Linked DNA regions of Zea mays: regions 1 and 3 are each linked to region 2. A link is a contact called in public Hi-C data. All regions are on one chromosome and are shown on one strand. The core of a region is the stretch at or near the end of the contact, and the rest is flanking DNA. Distances in the headings are between cores, read along the strand shown. Region 1 holds the start of LOC103629870 (phosphoinositide phosphatase SAC2-like). Region 2 holds the start of LOC103629871 (exportin-7-A). Region 3 holds the start of LOC100192577.

Region 1 (4,587 bases), core at 1,166-3,665, 150 kb before region 2:
AGTGGTGCAACTGTTTAGCATGCAACTGCACTAGCTATGCTCCTGAATCTTTCTAAGAAGAAGATAAAATATTTCATTAAACAGTTAGAAAATATCCAATCTAACTATCAGTGTATGATAATATGACGGATAGGATGTTAAGAATATAAAATTGTGATGCAGTCATGCAGCACACCTGTTCTCGTCCTTGGAATTAATTAATTTTGGTCTCGTAGTGGAATTTGATAACTCAATCATCGCAGTCTTAGAAACTTGGTACACCATATGACCAAATATATCCCCAATCTTTCTCTGCTCAGTAATAATTAACATGTAATAGGGCCCAAGGAACTTAATGAAACCTGTAAAAAACATATCGTTGATGCATATTTGCAGGGAATATGTTACCGACATTGCATCAATTACAATCAGAGTAAGATGCCATAGCTTACCGATGATTCCAAAACAGTTGGTGACAAATTTGACTCCACCAGTTGACCTGTGTTGTTCGTCTAGATTTTTTAGCATATCAAGGTAATCACTCTGTGAGAGCACAGTAGAATCCTCATGTACATTGACCTCTGATGGCTCCATTCTATCAATCTTGAGTAATCTCCATATTGTCTTGTTACAGTTAGTTCCAAGAATATAGAATTTCTGCCAAAAACATCCATCATTAAATTATGATGAAAAACAAATCAGTTAAGGAACTAGGTACTCATTTTCACCCTTCAGCAAATGAAGACTTCTACAGTCAAAGACCAAGATTCGGGTGGCACCAATAGCCACAAATAATTCAAAAGTTTGAGATTTGTTCATAGTTTTTGGCGCAATATGTATTGGGTCACAGTTGAGCATTAAAACCGTCATGAGCAGGTTACACAAACCAGACCCACTATTTCTCACCAATCCTGGCAAAAAATAAACATCAAAGTCAAGCTCACTGCCTTCCTGTGTTCTAACTTTCCATTTCTCATCTTTACAAAACTATAATTTCACTTGCAGCCCATCCTTGTCCCAAAAATCAGTTTAAGAAAAGCTCTAATCTATTCAAGTATTCATATTGGAATATCCTGTCAGATCCTCTTCGATGTGACAACACAAATTGAGACCAACTTTTTTTATTTGCAATATCCCAATCAACAGACTGTTGTATAAATAAAAGGTTCTTGAATTCCCTAAGTCTCATAGATGCAATGGTCAAAGAACGTCATTCTCCATTTTCACTTTTTAAGACTTCCAAAAATTCTCATATCCTACAAGCGCATAACAATCCAACTTCTAAATTGTAGTCCACAAACACAGGCAAGACAAGAAAAACAGTACGGCTTCGCCTTTGCACATGAGTTTGCAAAAGCATTTTATATAAGGCTTCTATGTACAGAATGCACCCGGATAGAGAGAGCTTCACCAACTACCAACAAAACAAGAAATGGTCGCCAAGATATAAATAAACCAAACACTGTAACCAAACATCCAAAAAAGATAGTGGGATGAAGCACAGGATAGTTTGAACTTTGAACTTGATATCACACCCTGGTTTTAAGTGATAACATGAGAACACACAAAGATTTACTTTTCGTGATCAAAATCCCAACAAATGAATGAGAGCAGTGCTTGAAAAGCACACCTATTTGGCTATTTCCTAACAAAAAATAAATGGAGAAAAGCATCGTAGCTTACAAAATAAGGCATGATTCAATATCTCACGCATAGAACCCAAAAATACTAGTACTAGCAGCCAAGAGCTCCTGAAATTCAAGTGTGATAATCACTTTCTACACAGGCATATTCAAATCGCATGCATGCAGATGCCATGAATGAACAACGATCATAATTCCTAAATCCTCGACGTTGCATGGAATGATCCATCCAAGCACGTAGACCGCATACTCTGTCCCGACTCCCGAGCTAAACGACGTCTATAGCTCGACCGTCTCCGTAGCTATACAGCCTTGACCGGATCACAGAGCGGCAGTAGGAGCGGCATCATTGGACAGCACAATTTTACCCAACAACAAGAGACAAACAGCAACACCCGCTCGACGAAGCGGCGCATTGTGGCCCGGGGGCGAGGAGCTCACCGACTCGGACTCGTAGAGCTCGAAGCTCTCGAGGCAGCTGTCCGCCTCCGCCATTGCCAGCAGAATCCCCGGCGCGTGCTGGCTCAACCTCGCATCCACCACAGCGGCAGATCACAGCCCCGCAGCAGCAGCAGCAGCAGCCGCCACCGCCGCCCGCCGGAACCCTAAGTCCGCGCCGCCCGGCTGCTTGAGGTAGAGCATTCCCCGCGCGAACCACGGCCGCGGCGCCCGCGAATCAGAGCCCGGACCGGCCCAAGGCTCGCGGCGAACGGTCGCGAAACCGGGCCGGGATTCCGGGAGCTCGGGCGCCGATCGCGAGCGGCGCAAGTGGGGAAATTTCTGGGGAGGAGGGGGAGGAGGAGGCGCTGGCGAGGCCGTGAATGATAGGAGATTGGTTGATTTCGCTTTCTATTTTTTTTTCGGGTGCGAAATCCGTGAGGCGTGGAGGCTGACCGGTGTGACGGTGTCCAGGCGGGGAGGGGGAGGAGGAGGGGGAGGGCGAACTAGTTACAGCGCGGCACGGTAGCACAGCCCTGTATATAGATATACAATCGAACACCGTAGTGTAGTGTGCTAGTGTAAGTGCATCAATCTTATTTATAGTTTTTTAATAGATGATGATCCACAAGGGAGTTAATAAATATTTTATGAGATTTAGGGTTGCATATAGTTACAGAATGTGTAGATGAAATATAAAAAAAACTCAATCTTAGTTTCGTGAAAGATGTCCCACCATGGTTTTTAGTTCTATTTAAAGATTTGTTTAATCTTCTCTTGAATATAGAATATAGAGGATCAAAGAGTCCATTACGTACAGGTGCCAAAATTTACTCAGAGTATTATAGTTGCCAGCTATTGACACTCTCAAAACCACTCATGGGTTCTTGGAATTTTACTCAGACTATTAGTTGATTTGTTTTTCATTCTATTCCTCTTTGAGTTCTTGGAACCCTGATTGCCTAGATGTTTCTTGGTGACACCCTTGCCGCGTTCGGGAAATTTGTATTACCCATTCATTCTAGTGGAAATCTAGGGTTGGATCTTTATGGTCATTTAGGAAAGAGGAGAGTTCAAAGCGACTCTAGAGACCTTTGTGGTTGTCTCGACAATGGGATGTAAGACAACTTTTGTCGTGGCATGATCTTCGTTATATGAGGGTGGTGGTACTAGCAAAATATGTAAATTGACTTAGGACATCGACTTTACACTCGTGGTGAAATTGAATAAGTATGTAATAAGCACTTAAATTCGTAATTGGTTAGTTTATTTCTTTTGGGGATTCGAGTATTTAGTCCTCACCAAAAATTTGGACAAAGTCCAACTTTAGAACCCAAAACAATGTCGAGTGATATTAGAGCTTAATCCTCATGATGAATGCTTAACCGTGTGAGGAAAAAAACAATGTCAAGTAGTAGAGACAGTGTTGAGGTGGTCAGGTAAATAGCTAACTGTTCTATATTATCTGAATTAAGAAGATACACAAAGAGTTCTTGGAGTGCGATGGTTGGATAAACAAATGGCTGAAATTAGTTGCAGCGCAATTCCATGGTCTCCACTCTCCACGAGTGTGTATAAAGAACAAAAAAAAAAGCGATATTATGCGTTATTTAGCTCCTGATGGTGAGTAGTGATGGTGCTGAGTAGCGACACGTCCGGCGGAACCCGCCACCGCAGCCGATCCGGGCTAGGGCTACCACCCGTCCAGGCCGCCAGGTTACTTTCTCCTGGCCGTGAGGCAACGCGGGGGGGGGGGGGGGGGGGGGGGGGGGGGGGGGGGGGGGGGGGGGGGGGGGGGGGGGGGGGGGGAGCGAGCGTATGTGGCACAACACAACACGCAAACTGACGGAATTGAATATGGCCGCCGGGTAGCGCTTGTTTGCCCACCACAACGAACCAGTCCTTGCTTGGACGATTCCGTCCGAGGCGAATTCTGCCGCGCGCGAACATGACGAGAGGGTCGGTGTCGTTAGCTCGGGAGGCGACAGGTGCTGGATGGACTGGTGGGTAGTGCGCGCTTGGGCTTGGCTGGCGAGTTGACTACGAGAGGCCGCGGGAGCGACGTGGAGCGGCTGGACTGGACGTCCGGCTCCAATGATTGGGCGGAAAGGGCTGCCGACCATGCGCTTGCCACGCCACCGCTTCTCGGCAAGTTTTGAAGCCTTCCTGCCGTTTCTTTCCCGGCGTCGCTGCCACGTCCTCCTGGCGTTGTCCGCGCCAAAACCCACGGCAGTAGCAGTACCACTACCACCCCACCTGGGTGCTCGGACCGTCGGACGGGAAGATGCCCTCGTCTGCTACGGCGCTACCCGTACGTACTCCTTGTTCTGCGTGGTTCAGATTCTCATGTCTGTCAGCAGCAGCGCCAGCATCCGATGCTGAGCTCGAGCGTTCCAGCGAGCACATCCGCACCTTTTCGGTTCTCTTTTTCCTGTGTGTGTGTGATCGTTTAGCGCGAGCGCGAGGTCAAGACCTGAGCATGTGCACAAAAGAAATATGGTGCCTGGTACCACGGCACCTTGACCGG
Region 2 (3,947 bases), core at 1,380-3,879:
CCCAGGTTGAAGAGGTTGCTGGAGACTACCCATCCGGAGCTTGACGGGAAGCTGTTCGTCAACACGCAGCAGTCCCCTACCTGGCGCGCCAACTGTCGGTGTTTCGACCCCGGGGGTCCCTGGACCGACGAGTAAATTGTCGTCGCGTGTCCCAGCCCAGATGGGTCGGCGCGAGACGGAGCACGAAAGGGGGTGAGAAACGGCAAAGGGGAAACCCATGGCCTTCGTGTTGTCCTGCGCCCAGGTCGAGTGCGCTTGCAGTAGGGGGGTTACAAGCGTCCGCGAGGGAGAGAGAGAGAGAGAGACTGTCCGCCAGCCCGTTCTCCCGCGCGGCCGACCTTCTCGTACGAGAGCCCTGGACCTTCCTTTTATAGGCGTAAAGAGGGGGCCCAAGTGTACAATGGAGGGTGTAGCAGTGTGCTAACGTGTCTAGCAGAGAGGAGCTAGAGCCCTAAGTACATGCCGTCGTGGCAGTCGGAGAGGTTTTGATAGCCTGTTCATGTAATGTCGTGGCCGTCGGAGGAGCGTTTGGGCCCTGTGGAAGGACAGCTGTCGGGGCTGTCGGATCCTTGCTGACGTCTCCTTGCTTCCGTAAGGGGCTGAGAGCCGTCGTCGTCATGGAGCACGCGGGGTGCCATCATTACTTGTTTACCGGGGCGAGCCAGATGGGACGCCGGTCTTGTTCCCCGTAGCCTGAGCTAGCTAGGGGTAGGGTAATGATGGCCCTCCTATGACGTGGTCGGTCCGAGCCCTAGGTCGGGCGAGGCGGAGGCTCCTCCGAGGTCGAGGCTGAGTCCGAGCCTTGGGGTCAGGCGAGGCGGAGTCCGTCTTCCGAGGTCGAGGCTGAGTCCGAGCCCTGGGGTCGGGCGAGGCGGAGTCCGTCTTCCGAGGTCGAGGTTGAGTCCGAGCCCTAGGGTCGGGCGAGGCGGAGTCCGTCTTCCGGGGTCGAGGTTGAGTCCGAGCCCTGGGGTCAGGCGAGGCGGAGCTTCCCATAGCGCCCGAGGCTGGACTTAGCTGTTGTCAGCCTCACTCTGTCGAGTGGCACAACGGTCGGAGCGGCGCAGGCGGCGCTGTTTTCTTGTCAGGTCGGTCAGTGGAGCGGCGAAGTGACTGCGGTCACTTCGGCTCTGTCGACTGAAGAGCGCGCGTCAGGATAAGGTGTCAGGCGATCTTTGCATTAAATGCTCCTGCGATATGGTCGGTTGGCGTGGCGATCTGGCCAAGGTTGTTTCTCCGCGAAGACTGGGCCTCGGGCGAGTCGAAGGTGTGTCCGTCGCTTGAGGGGGCCCTCGGGCGAGACGTGAATACTCCGGGATCGGCTGCCTTTGCCCGAGACTGGGCTCGGGCGAGGCGAGATCGTGTCACTTGAGTGGACTGAGCCTTAACCTTAATCGTGCCCATCAGGCATTTGCAGCTTTGTGCTGATGAGGGTTACCAGCTGAGATTAGGAGTCTTGTGGTACCCCTAATTATGGTCCCCGACATTAATGAAATATTGAACTGGTACTATCAAATCTATGCGCTGATCCAAAACCCACCAAAAATCTACTAGTAGCAAGATTTCATGGGCATGGTTGTGGACGTGTTTAGACATGTTCCGCGATACAGGCGCGGTCGGGCTTTCGCTCCACCCAAGCTAAGCTCGATGCCATCCCTATTTATTAAAGTAGCTATGGCTAGCCAACAATAACATGATTGTTTGGAATAGATTTTTTTTTCTGAATAGCTTTTACAAGAACCTGAATTCCTGGATAATATAGCTGTCACGATAATCTGAATATCACGTGACTTGTGTGGGAAGAAAGATGAAGTGGTCTACACGGTTTAGGGTGTAGGAAGCGGTGGATGTCTTCAATCGTGACGACTCTGTGGATTCTGTATTTATGTTGATTTGGATGATTTTTACGGGAGTGATTCTTACATAAGCGGTCTGAGAAGCAAAACACTTGACTGCAAGAAGCTGAAACAAAGAGGGCGACATTTAGAGCTGGGCATTCGGTTTTTTGAAACTTCAGTTCAATTTTTTGGTTTTAAAAAACATTGGTTTTTTAGACATTAGGAATCAATCGATTTTCTAGAAAATAGAACACCGAGAAATTCGGTTTCGGATTTTTACTTCGATTTTTGGTAAAAACCGAACAATAACACATAGAACAAATTTACATGATAGATTACACACAATTTTTTAAAAATAAAATCATATAGATACAAATATTTAGATATACATAATACATCATATATAAATAAGTGAATAATTATTTAATCGCATCACACATTTAGTTCACATAATTAAATAGTCAAATTTTAGAATTGATGAACTTTGGTATTAGGTTGTTTTGGTACTTTGGTTCGGTATACGGTGAAAACCGATTACGATACCGAACGCCGAACTTTTTAGATAAAAAACCGAAACGAACTAAACTAAAAAAAATCAAAATTTCGGTTTAGTTCGTTCAGTTTGATTTATGGTTCATGGTAAAAAAGTGTCTTGCTCTTGCATTGTAGCCGAACGGCTGAGCTTTGGGTTGCCGAATAACTGGGCTGAACATCCACAATGACGGTCCAGGCAACCGGTGAAACAAGCAGTAGAACATGACGGACAAAAACAGTACTAAACCAGTTTCATGGGCCGTCTGAGGCTTCGACTGACGAAACCTGGAGGAAAGAAAGAGACCAAACGGCCCGGTAGCGCGCAGAAAAGATAGCTGTAGACATCCCCGGAAGAAATGGTCCCGTGCGTGCGCTCACTCCTTTGCTGTTTTTCTTCTCTCCGTTCACCTTGCGTGCGCGACATCTAGGGCGACCGCCGCCGCCGCCGCCGCCCTACGCCCAGCAGCCCAGGTCTTCGTCGCGCCCTTTGCCGGCTACGAGCACCCACCACACCAGGTACGTTTGTCCCTTCTTGCCTGTGCAAAACTGAGCACACGAACCCTTAGCTAAGCTAGTTGGCTAAATGGCTATCTGTATTCGGATCTGATCGCCCATCCGGTATCTTCCCTTCCCGCTGCGCGTAACAGAGCACCCAAACCCTAAGCCAGCTGTATTCGGATCCGATCTAATCGCAGGTGTGTGCGCACGTATTTTGGCTACTAACTTCGACATTTTAGTAAAAAAATATCGGCTGTACATGTCTACCCATGTTCTATACTCGGTCCGCCACATGCTCCTTCTCTTCAAAGCGCACGATCAATCTGCCCATCAACGGATGCTGCTTGTTTCCCCACCAAAAAGTAAAATCGGCTCCAACCCATGCCCCATGGACTAGCTGGTTCCACCCTGGGATGAGCATCATGCTAGACAGCTAGAGCGATTTCCATGCATGGTGAACCCCTGGGATGAGCATCATCCTAGAGTGATTTCCATGTCTTTGATCTTTGACGGTAGGCTATCCAGTGAGGAATGCAGCATCCATCAAATACACTGTCTTATAAAGTGCAGCACATAACTTGCTTTGATCTTTTTTCTTGCGTTACATGTCGCTTTATGCTATTTGTTGTGCTATGTGACACCTGTTTAAGTCTCTATAAATAATCCCCTATGCTGTGCAGTACCTGTGTAGATTTTATCATTATTGCATGAACTACCAAAATACAATGGCTCAGCAAATGCAGCTATCATTAGTTGATTATTATGGTATCATGTAGATTGCTGTAACTATTTGCATGTGTCATCAAGTGGAATTGCTTAGCAAATGAAGCTAAAAGCAACCTTTGTTTTGTTATTATGCTATTTTTTGCTGGTTTGGCCGTTGCTAAGTTTGGCATTTCCATTCTTGCAGATCACTGTAATCCAGGCTGAATTGTGGCTGGTATTGGCGATATAAGCATTCGTTAGCTGTTTAAATTGTGTCTTTTGTCTTTGATTAAGCGTCATTGGAAAGGCTGTCATGAGAAAACTCTTTTGTTCAAACGTTTCTCTCCTGTAATATGAATGTACTGTGACAATCCT
Region 3 (4,193 bases), core at 879-3,378, 230 kb before region 2:
AGAATTGATAGGCCATGATGAGAAGTAGGAACCAGCTGAGAAGTCCATGTTAACCACAAGAAATGCTACTGGCAATTTCTGCCCAAAATGTTCTTTAAAAGATGGCTTCTACAGACTGAAAATACGCACAGTTGACAATATGCTGATGCCAGCATTCAGAAGAGAAAATCAGTTAGTGATTAAAGAGAATAGTAGTTGTCCAGAAGGTTTCCTTTTATACAAAGGCAGGACATATTGATGCTAAAAGAACAGCTGCCAGTTCTTCATAGATTGCATGCATGGGCCAATAATGCAAAAGTATACAATCAAATAATCATTAAGGGCATAAATATCTTGAAGAAATATATTTTTGGAACACAGGTTAATCACTTGAATAAACAACATAAAAATATGCCCAACTAATTTGAACTCTCCCGTGTTTACTGCATACAGTTGACATTGACAGGTTGACAGGTGCCCCTCAGGCCCTCAGCAAACATCACTGCCATGTTCATGGCAGCTAAGCATTAAATCTTCTAACGGGGGTTGGATTTTTCAATGTCTGGATTTTTCTCTGAGAAAATGAAAAGTTGGGACAAGCAATACAAACAAGGACATACTCTACTTATCGGTGACAGAACTATTAGAAAAGACATAACACCGGCTTTCATCCAGAGCCATTCTGAATTATAAACAAATATGTGGCAAGTAAAAGCGTAGCTGAGGTTTCAGCAATCATGTTAAACAAATTATTCTCCTCTGATCACATTGCCAAGTGAACACAACTTCCATTCCCTACTCTACAGCCATTCGACGCCAAATTTGTTAGAACAGGACAGCAATTGATTAAGGCATTCAGTTAAGAAACGGTAAATGAACACTATCATTGTCCATTTCGACGAGAGAATATATACGACCCTACAGTTAAAACCACAGAATATTTTCTTCTCTGTGAAGTTCGAGGATGAAGGTCTATCCAACATTGTGACCATCAATTGCTCCCAAACTAATACGTCATACCAGTTCAGTTCTCGCCTAATCACTAGTTAGATTAGAAACGCTGAACTGATACAGTAATTGTAAAAACGCCAGCTATCATTTATCTCTGACACTACAGGAGCACTTAAAAGCCCCTGAATGTCCACCGTATGACTAACTAAAGGTCATCAACAACCGACTGCATTTATGCCTTCTGACTAGTGCAAAAAAGAGTTGTTGCCAGCCAAAAAAAGAGAGAGAGAGAGCTGATATTCGTCTCATTTCTCGCAAAATTCATCACACAACATCCTTCTTTCCCCTTTTCCTTTCCTCCCTCGAGGATTGAGCTGATAAAAATTCAGGCAGACAAGGATAGCTGTGAACAAGAAGATAAAATGTTCACTAACCGTATTCCGTATCCGTCTACGAAATCGTCAGAACTCGGAACGAATAAAAGAAATCACGATAGAGACATTACGCCTGCATCAATCAATCCCACGCGACCGTCCATAACACCTGGACCATCCCTGGCGTTGTTCTTGCCCCCTTTGCGAAAATCCACTATAAGAAACAAGGCAAAAAGTGTCGGCCAAAAAAACTACACTCTTACTGAAATAAGTCGACATTATTAAAATGGACGATCTTATTCGTCGATTAAGCCCCGACACTCTTTAAGTAAAAAACACTCCTCCGACACTCTTTAAGTAAAAAACACTCCTTCAACGTTTTCGTGTAGTGATCGCGACACGACAAATAAACCCCCACCATGAAACGGCAATCATCACGCGTCCACACCGCCTCAGAGAACAGAGGCACGGGCGACCAAAACCACATCAAGAACAAAGCACGTAGCGGCGCGATACACATGCAGTGAATCGCTCTCGAAAGAAAGATCACGGTTTACTGAAAGCTGACCCCATTCAGGGGGGGGGGGGGGGGGGGGGGGGGGGGGGGGGGGGGGGGGGGGGGGGGGGGGAGAACCAGAGCGGACACTTACCAGTGAGACGGGGAGTTAGATGAGGGCAGCAGTGAAACTTCCGTTGCCGGGAGTGGAGGACGATGAGAGATAGCGTATGTGTGTGTCTCAGTGTCTGTGGAGGTGTGACTCAGGTGAGACCTGAGAAGAGGAGAGGAGAGGAGAGGTCGAGACTCGAGAGAACGGGAGGCGGCGGTTTGGGGCTTTGCGCGGAGAAGGAAAAGGAGTGGCTTTTTCGGTATTGCTTGCCGGGGGCGAAGATTGGAGGACGCGTTGGACTGCTGAATTTCTGATGCTCGCTCAGCGCTAGCAGTAAGGAAAGACTGCGGTTGGTTAATCGGTCCTGCTGCCTTTTTTTTTAAGGACTCGTTCCAGTTCCACTCTAAACTATAAGTTATTAATGTTTTTAAATAAAAACATATTTAATTTATAAAATAAAATAATAATAATTAGTGTTGAGAAAACAACATACTCTAAGATATATAATCAAGACGTAGATTCCCACAAAAAAGTTTTAGGGCTCCTTTGAATTGCAGGATTTTTTTTGGTTAATCGGTGCTGCTGCCTTTTTTTAGGACTCCTTCCAGTTCCACTCTAAACTATAAGTTATTAATATTTTTAAATGAAAAACATATAAAATTTATATAATAAAATAATAATAATAAGTGTTGAGAAAAAACATACTCTAAGATATAATCAAGACGTAGATTCCGATAAAAAAATGTTAGGGCTTCTTTAATTTGCATTATTTTTTTCCGTTTCATATGTTTTTCCTGTAAAAATAAATTAATTCTTGTGAATTTCCTGTGTTCCAAAGAAGCCTTTAGAGAAGTCACGCATTTTCGAGACTTGTGCTCTCGAGAACCTATATCAACTCTGGCTAAAATAGGGGACCATCATGAGAGGACCTGATCTCGAAGTTTCCTCAACCTCTAAGGCTCTCTGTCTTCGACTCCTATCAGAATGAATGAGATCCGAAAAGTGTGATACTCTCTAGAAGTCGAGACGGCTACCAAATTTCTAGGATATCTCAGTCATCGGACCCGCCCCCTCGGACCTATGAGACCACTGGCCTCGAAGCCTTCCTGACCAATGATCGGGTCTCAAGGCCCTTAATATACAAACCAAAACTATTTATCCAATCAAGTATGGAAGCTCTTGTAGACAGAATAATATGGCTAGCCTTACCTCGAGGGTAGGCTGGTCCTAAAAGGTATGACCCTACAGAATAATATGGCTAGCCTTACCTTGAGGGTAGGCCGGTCCTAAAAGGTATGACCCTATTACAATGTTCATCTCTACTCTAAACATTCATGTGGCACTAGAGGTCTAAATAAGGCTCTCGTCCATCGTATTAAATAAAATGGGCGACATTGCGATTAAAGAGGTGCATTGTTGCAACGACATAGGTACCATGTGTACTCTAGATCACTATTCAATATGTACCATCATCCATATAGCCACGCTTAAACAAGCTAGCATACCAACAATTAAAGATTATAAAGTACAGACTCCTACACCGATTAGCAACTATGTGGTACCCCAAAGAAACACACTCCTGTACTTTCCACTATGACGAGACAAAGCAGCCACTCCATCAAGACATGTTCAATATTGTGGTACGTCTAAGACACATCATTGCATATCACTCCATGTCTACGTAGTCGAGCTCTCCTAGGTCGTAGGGCCCATATTGTCTAACATGCATATATCACTTTATCCTCCTTTAGGTTATAAATGATATGATATAGTAGCTTAGGAACGATTCAGATTCAACAACTTCATTTAGCCTTTACATTTAAGCTTTTACTTTCAAGGGGTCAACCACAATCATCTCTAAAGGGATCATTCCTTTCTGATTTAGGGGATCCATAGAGGTGAACTAGAGACTCATAGTCCTCGGTCCTGCTGCGCGAGTGCGCATCATATACGTGACAGAATCAGAAATCATGTACACAACGATTACATGCTTCTCGGCCCCGCTGCGCGAGTGCGCAATGCATCTGGAGGACTCCCGCCTGCTGCGCGCTTTTGACTCGGCTCGGCTCAGTTGGTGGCGGATTAGTTTAGCCTCGACGCCGGCGGGTCATGCGGCAAGTGGCGGCATGAGTCGTTGGCCCGATGGGTGATTATTATTCAGGTGGTTCCGGTCAGCTAATCCCCATCCAACCAATAAATACACGAGATATATATCGGTCACTGATGACTCATGAGTGTGGTTTGGTTGGCTGGAAACACAGGTACACACGGCGTATATGAT

The links. A called contact is a pair of places that touch in the nucleus more often than the background predicts.
Region 1: a contact with region 2 is called in a Hi-C map of ear, with 5 times the contacts expected there. The contact joins the promoter of LOC103629870 here to the promoter of LOC103629871 in region 2. A contact is called at or near these places in 24 of 25 Hi-C or Micro-C datasets (bundle sheath, ear, endosperm and 6 more) and 2 of 3 datasets of contacts at active chromatin or transcription factors (leaf and seedling).
Region 3: a Hi-C map of ear shows a contact between it and region 2, with 4 times the contacts expected there. The contact joins the promoter of LOC100192577 here to the promoter of LOC103629871 in region 2. A contact is called at or near these places in 9 of 25 Hi-C or Micro-C datasets (ear, leaf and tassel) and 1 of 3 datasets of contacts at active chromatin or transcription factors (seedling).

The regions. Positions count from the first base shown.
Region 1 is chr6:119,073,426-119,078,012 of Zm-B73-REFERENCE-NAM-5.0, forward strand. LOC103629870 (phosphoinositide phosphatase SAC2-like) reads right to left here and starts at 2,416. Exons shown (of 16, transcript NM_001329531.1): 1 at 2,064-2,416; 2 at 432-636; 3 at 176-341. The coding sequence starts at 2,117.
Region 2 is chr6:119,225,268-119,229,214 of Zm-B73-REFERENCE-NAM-5.0, forward strand. It overlaps LOC103629871 (exportin-7-A), which reads left to right and starts at 2,630. Exons shown (of 29, transcript XM_008650962.2): 1 at 2,630-2,885; 2 at 3,778-3,947.
Region 3 is chr6:118,992,541-118,996,733 of Zm-B73-REFERENCE-NAM-5.0, forward strand. It overlaps LOC100192577, which reads right to left and starts at 2,129. Exons shown (of 9, transcript NM_001137792.1): 1 at 1,955-2,129.